Regions from separate parts of the Macaca mulatta genome. Here region 1 is linked to region 2. A link is a contact called in public Hi-C data. All regions are on one chromosome and are shown on one strand. The core of a region is the stretch at or near the end of the contact, and the rest is flanking DNA. Distances in the headings are between cores, read along the strand shown. Region 1 holds the start of PMPCB (peptidase, mitochondrial processing subunit beta). Region 2 holds the start of FAM185A (family with sequence similarity 185 member A).

The links. A called contact is a pair of places that touch in the nucleus more often than the background predicts.
Region 1: a contact with region 2 is called in a Hi-C map of fetal cortical plate, with 4 times the contacts expected there. The contact joins the promoter of PMPCB here to the promoter of FAM185A in region 2. A contact is called at or near these places in 2 of 14 Hi-C or Micro-C datasets (fetal cortex germinal zone and fetal cortical plate).

Annotation. Positions count from the first base shown.
Region 1 is chr3:142,897,175-142,900,946 of T2T-MMU8v2.0, forward strand. It overlaps PMPCB (peptidase, mitochondrial processing subunit beta), which reads left to right and starts at 2,354. Exons shown (of 13, transcript XM_028846146.2): 1 at 2,354-2,477; 2 at 3,525-3,665. The coding sequence starts at 2,379.
Region 2 is chr3:142,436,564-142,439,949 of T2T-MMU8v2.0, forward strand. FAM185A (family with sequence similarity 185 member A) reads left to right here and starts at 1,457. Exons shown (of 9, transcript XM_028846143.2): 1 at 1,457-2,123. The coding sequence starts at 1,673. It overlaps CCDC146 (coiled-coil domain containing 146), which reads right to left and starts at 1,166. Exons shown (of 17, transcript XM_077997122.1): 1 at 1,066-1,166.

The DNA of each region.
Region 1 (3,772 bases), core at 1,104-3,603, 460 kb after region 2:
GCAACAAGAGTGAAACTCCGTCTCAAAAAAAAAAAAAAAAAGAAATGGACACTGTTGTGGGTGTAGGGCTATTTTGTCAGTAGTCAGAATACTTTGATTTCTGGCTCTACTCTGGTGCACTTAATTTCCGTAGGCTTTATGTTCTAAGATATTGACTATAAATAATGACTAATAAATTAATACAATGTATATTAGAATTGAATACAAGTTCTTGCTAAAACTTCCTAGGTGTTTCTTGTGATTATACCTAAATGTTTTTGTATATATGTATGCATGTTTGTATTTATTTACAGTTAACACACGTTTGTTTTAGAAACATGAAGGAATAACCTTGGTCGTCCTTTATTACATTACATCATGAGTCTCGTGGGCTGAAACTGTGAATCATAGCAGCCGGGTAGGTGGAGGGAGATGAGTCTGAAAAGATAAATGGGAGTCAGATCATGAAGGGCCCCACCTGCCATGCTAAAGACCCTTTACTTTATTGTGACCAAGGGCCCCCTGGTGGATTCTTCACAATGGGACTGCTGTAATAGTTGCATTTCTAAAAGATCCCATAGGTAGTAATGTGAAAAAACTGACAATGGACCCGGAGTAGATTGAAGGGGCAGGAAAGGGGTGTATCAGTTGAACGTGGAAGATGGAAAAAGAGAGGTGCTTCCGGGTGGTTTGGATTTTTGGGTGAATGGAGGTATGATTGGCTGTTTAGCATTGCAAATATGGGAAGAGATTCAGGGGCCACAGTGAATTCCCTTTTGGACAAGTTAATATTGAGGTTCCAATGGGATATTCAAGTGTAGTTTCCTAGTAGTTGATGGTTAAGTGGGCCTGGAGCTCAAGAGAAAGGCCTGGGTTGGGCAGACAGGTCCTGAAGTGGAGGGAAAAGCCCAGAGGGAGACTGTTCAGTAGAAGAGGACTCGAGTCCTGGCAAACGCCAACTTTTAGGGCAAAATGTAGTGTTTCACAGCACAGTCTTTGGAGTTTACCTATTACTAGCAGGGTAACCTGGGGCAAGTTATTTATTTGACTTCAGTGTCTTAATTGCAAAATGAGCACAACAGCACCTACCTGAGTTAGAAAAACATTTGCAATTTTTAGTTCCTTGAGAGATCTGTGGGCTGGAAGCAGTGGCTCACGCCTGTAATCCTAGCACTTCAGGAGGCTGAGGTGGGCAGATCACCTGAGGTTGGGAGTTCGAAACCAACCTGACGAATATGGTGAAACCCCATCTCTACTAAAAATACAAAATTAGCCAGGCGTGGTGGCACACATCTGTAATCCCAGCTACTTGGGAGGCTGGGGCAGGAGAATTGCTTGAACCCGGGAGGCACAGGTTGCAGTGAGCCGAGATTGCACCATTGCACTCCAGCCTGGGCATCAAGAGTGAAACTCCCTCTCAAAAAAAAAAAAAAAAAAAAATATATATATATATATATATATGAATAAGGAGGAGTCCAAGAAAGTGCAGAGGGAACTACGAGGAGGTGGAGCTCTAGAATATATTGAGAAAAGAGAATTTCAAAGAAGCCAACGATGCAAAATCCTCCAACAGGACTGTAACATAAGTCTGTAAAGTGTCCAACTTTTAGCAGTTAGTGACCTTACCAAGGGCAATTTCTATGGAATGGGATGAGCCATACTGTAGAGGTTCGAAGAGTGAATAGGGGTCAACATGGATACATCTTTTCCTCCCCTCACCGCATCTGTCTTTCCCAGTAGACTTTTCCTTTAAAGGCAGTGACTTGTGGATATTATTCCACTGTTTTCTTTTTTTTTTTTTTTTTTTTTTTGAGACGGAGTCTCGCTGTGTCTCCCAGGCTGGAGTGCAGTGGCGTGATCTCGGCTCACTGCAAGCTCCGCCTCCCGGGTTCACGCCATTCTCCCGCCTCAGCCTCCCAAGTAGCTGAGACTACAGGCGCCCGCCACCATGCCCGGCTAGTTTTTTGTATTTTTAGTAGAGACGGGGTTTCACCATGTTAGCCAGGATGGTCTCGATCTCCTGACCTCGTGATCCACCCGCCTCGGCCTCCCAAAGTGCTGGGATTACAGGCTTGAGCCACCGCGCCCAGCCTATTCCACTGTTTTCAATCAATTCCATCCACCAGTGAGATAGATTATCTTTCACTCCACCGCATTTGTGCCTTGCAGTTAGTAGGCCATCAACAAAATAACTGATGATACAGGGGCTTCTACAGACTCCCCAATTCATTTGGTAAAGACCGCTCAGCATCATGGTCGAGCCCTCATTCCTTTCACGACAGCTTCGAGGAGTGTCATTCCCATCACGGCCACAAGGTGGAGGCCGCCTTCCTGCTCTGGGACCTCAGGTCGCGACCCCGGAAGCACATCCTCCATCCTCCGCCTTCTTTCCAGCAGAAATGGCGGCTGCGGCGGCTCGAGTTATGTTGTTACCCGCGGCGCGGCGGCGGCTCTGGGGTTTCAGCGAGAGTCTCCTGATCCGCGGCGCTGCGGGACGGGTGAGCTTCCCTCTGTTTGTCTGGGCGCTGCCTGGGGCCAGACCCAGTCGGGCGGGCTCTGGCCTCTCTCGCGGCACCCGGCGCAGCGCACCTGAGAGTCGGCGCTACAGATCCGAACAGCGGGGTCGGGGAGGGCCTCCTCGACCTGGACCCGCTGGGCGCCAGGCGGCCTGGGGCTGCTGAACTGGCCGGGGTGGCTGGCTTGTGGCTACCCGCCAGGAGACCTGCTAGTGACGTGTGGGATGACCCTGGTTTTCGGCTCCTCCCGCCAGCTACTGAGGAGTGCATGTTTGACCACTAAAAACGTAGTGCTGGCAAATTGGGGGAAACTAAAAAGTGAAATATGGTTACCGCTCCAGAGTTCTGTTTTAGCCTATGACTGAACTTCGTCCTCAGCTGGGTTTCCCGCTAACCTGGACATCGCTGAAGTAAAATTTTGTATGTATTTGCATTTTTCTCATGAGCGAGCCTCTGACTTTCAGCAAAGAGATGTGAGACTTTTGTATAAGGGCAAATAAAAACTGCTGGAAGACGAATAGTTCCTGGCCGACAAGCCAGTCAGGTGCATTTTGAATCCGGCCCATCTTCCTATCCTCTTTTTTTTTTTTTTTTTTTTAAAAACCATTTCCAAACCCTGTTGCTTTTCTTGAACAATGAAAACCCGAGTGTCAGTTCTGTCTTGTGTGTAGGTAGTTTTACATCTTTTCTCTCCTTTTTTTTTTTTTCCCTGCTTGTTTTCTGCATAATGAATATAAAACATTTCTAGGAGAGGTAGTGAAATAAAGTCAGTTTCTCTCTGGGTAATGATAATAACTGCTCATCTTCCCTGAGGAAAGGGCATGTTTATAATCACGTTGCTGGCTCTAGGACAGTGGCTGGTGACACGTTTCTAGGCCAGGCAGAGATCCCAGTGGAACCAAAATTCAAGAAGAAAGATTCTTTTATAGAGAGAGCCTGTTTAACATAGATTTGGTTTTAAAGTCAACATTTAATATCAGATTGATAATGCGTTTTGCTTTGTCTCTTCCACTTCCTACCCCCAACCAGTCATTATATTTTGGAGAGAACAGATTACGAAGTACACAGGCTGCTACCCAAGTTGTTCTGAATGTTCCTGAAACAAGAGTAACATGTTTAGAAAGCGGACTCAGAGTGGCTTCGGAAGACTCTGGGCTCTCAACATGCACAGTAAGTGACTCAGGCAACCTTCTCTAAGTGACCCTTCATTTAGTGTAGCAAATTGTTGATTTTAGTCTTTAGTTTCTTTGTTGGCTGGTGGTTCAAAAAGGGTGGCA
Region 2 (3,386 bases), core at 207-2,706:
AATCATAACTTAAGAAAACACTGAATTTTTAAAAAGATAGTGGCTGGCAGAGTACCTTAGACTTGTACCCAGGAGGGCGTTAGCCCAGTCTGTCTATCACGATTGCCCCAGGAATTCTAGTCATTGTACTTGGGCAAGAGCTTCAATTTTTTAAGGCACTTGCATTTTATGAAACGTTAGTGTTTGCAGGTGTCTTGGCTAAATAATTTAGGGAATAAATTTTAGGAGGAAGTAGCGGCACAGAAGGGGAGAGAGAAACCAGGCAGGAAAGAAGAAAATAAGTCTTTCTGTTCCCATTACTTTACTTCCCATAGAATTATACAAGGTAAACACACACACACACACACACACACACACACACACACACACACACACCCCTTGTAGGGTCATTGAGAACCATCTTTCTTCATTTTAAAACTAAAGAAACAGGTCTAGGTGACACAGATGAAGCAGTGGCAGAGCCAGGAAAATAATCTGACCCTTGTCCCTGTTCTTTCCACCGCACCATGGTAACTCCCTTTTTTGTGTCTTTTTTTTGTTTTGTTTTTAAACACTCTAAAACTGAGGATCATTTGTAGTCAAAGAGATCAATGCTATTCTCAAAACAAGTTCTGATCTCTCATAATTTTCTTGGTAACTCAGAATCAATGTTAAGTACGTTGAAATAAAAATGCAGTACTTTACACGGTAATTTTGTAGACTGTGCACCACGTTCCCATCCATTTTCTTACTTGATCCTTACAAAAACCCTTTGAGGCAAGGCAAGGCAAGTATTATTATCTTCATTTTTAAAGTGAGCAAATTAAAACCCAAAGAGTAAGGTCACTTAGGGTCAGGAAGGAGCCAGTACTCTATTCCTATATTTGAAATATAGGAGGGAATACACTTCCAAAGAGGCAATTCCCTCAAAAAGCACCAAGAGTAAAGGCTCTTTACTCTCTTGCCAAGGCATTCTCTATCCCCTGGAGACGCCTGCACTAGGTTAGTGAAGCATGGGTCTTGACACCCACAGAGGTTACTCCTAGTTTGCACCTAGTTGTCATCTTAAAAAGCGCAGTTTCTTACCCCTTCCCTTGGTCCTGATCCTTATTTTAGGCTTTTTGGGATTTGGCCTCCTGGGTCTCACTTCGAAGCTCCACCCTCGCCAAACAAGAAGTCGCGTCCTTGGTATCCAAGGTGACCGCGCAGCTTTACCCACGTTGCCCCTTTCGTGCTTTCCATTGGCCAGTTGGACTCCTATGTACCGCCCCTCCAATAGCCAATGGTCTTGAGGCAAAGGGCGCCCGCCTTTCCCAGGGAGTCTAACACATGCCCTTTTACCCGGGCTCCCCTGCGCATTGCCTCCTGGGATATGTGGTTTCTAAGATGCCAGAGCTCTGCGATGTTCCACCCCTTTACAACTACCTATCCCGTCCGCCTTAGCGAAAGGGGCGGGCGTAGGCTAGGAGTCCGGGTCAGAGTTTAGAGCTTTCAAATTGCAACTTGCCTCTGGGGCTTGCGTGGCTGATGTTTAAATTGCCTAGTCAAGCGAACCGGCTCCCTCTTGCTTCAGCAAACCCTGACAGACGTCTCCTATTTGACTTGAGGCGGCATAGTGGCCAAGTCGATTGGCCGTGGCAAGTGACCCTCCCTGTAGCTGAAGTGTTCTAAGGACTGGAGAGAGGGGCGCGCCATGCTTGCCCCCTGCTCAGGTTGGGAGCTTGGCTGCCTCCGTCTCTGTCTCCGTCAGGTCCGATTGTGGGCTGGCACTGGGCGCTGGGCTTCCTGGGCTTGCCAAGCCAGGCCGTACGGCTCAGGTCGGGGCAAGCCCTGGCCCGGATCGGAGGCTGAGGTCCCTCCGCCTGGCCCGGCGCGCCGGACTCTAAAGGAGTGGACGCTGCAGGTGAGCCCGTTCGGTCGGCTGCGGGCGCGGCTCCCGTGCCACCTGGCCGTGAGGCCCTTGGACCCCCTCACCTACCCGGATGGCGACCGCGTGCTGGTCGCGGTGTGTGGCGTGGAGGGCAGCGCGCGGGGCCTGGACGGCCTGCAGGTGAAGTACGACGAGGCTCTGGAGGAGATGGCCATTTTGTCTGACACTATCGACCCCCAGGCGTTCGTGGAGGTGAACGCGCCCCTGAAGTTTGGCAAGTGAAATGAAGTGAAAACGGGTTTGGGTCCCAGGGCACGCACAGTGAACTTACTAAATTTGGTCGACTTGCACTTTTAATTGGTCCTGGCTTTCTAAACCTAATTTACAGTTGGCACCTTCGGAAATGCACCTTTTCCTCTGTTCTATTCTTGAGTATCCGAGTAGTATTTAAAAATTAGGTTGCCTAACTAAAAATTTGTTATAGAAATTTTATACATCGAATGGAAACATGATTTGGTATAATCCAGGTCAAATTATATTTCTGGAGCCGCTTGTGTTCTCCTTTATCCCGTTGTCATTAGCAAACTGGCTTATTTTTCAAGGTTGAAGTTTCTTGACAATTCATTCAATGGTATGGCAGTCCATCTACATTTCCCCTTACTCACAGCCTGGGGGTGTGTCCCAAAACAGCCCTGTCAATAGGATGTTCCGTTTATCACCTGGTTTGAGTATTTGGTTTGAGACAGGCGCCCAGCTTCTTACTGTTATGTTTCCATTCTTTTTGGCCTAAGTTTTCCATGAGTAGCAAGCTTTGAAGAAAAACACATAGTAAGCCTGCCTAGGAAACTTCAATAATAATGCCTGCAAAATAACCTTTCCTAGGTTTTTGGGTTCTGCGTTATTTCCTAAATGGCAAGCCACTGTGTACACACACTTTTCTAGGAAGGGCTCCCCAGACTGTCATTCTTCCTGCAACTGAAGGAAGATATTGATGATGATGATAATAATAATAGCATTTAGCATTTTTAAGATCATCTTTTATAATGCTTACAGTTGCACCAAATAGCAGATACTGTAGTCCTCCCTTATCCACCATTTGGCTTTCTCAGTTTGTTACCTGCCTCAACTGTTGTAGGAAAATATTAAGATATTTTGGCAGATCACAGTAATATAACTTATTACAGTATATTGTTATAATTGCTCTATTATTGTTGTTCATCTCTTACTATGCCTAGTTTATAAATTAAACTTGGTCATTGATATGTATATAGGAAAAAACATAGAATATATAGGATTTGGTACTATCTGTGGTTTCAGGAATCCAGTGGGGTGGGGTGGGTCTTGTCTACTTTAAGAGAAATCATCAATATTTATGTTAATTCCAAATTAAATATCAGTGTTTTTAATTTTTAAAATTTGTATACAGAGATGCCTGCAGTTACATCTTAAATAGACAGCCAAGGATGGCATTTGTGATTCCTTATTTTCCAAACTTTCTTCATATACCACTTCCATTTGTCCACAATCTTGTGGGGGT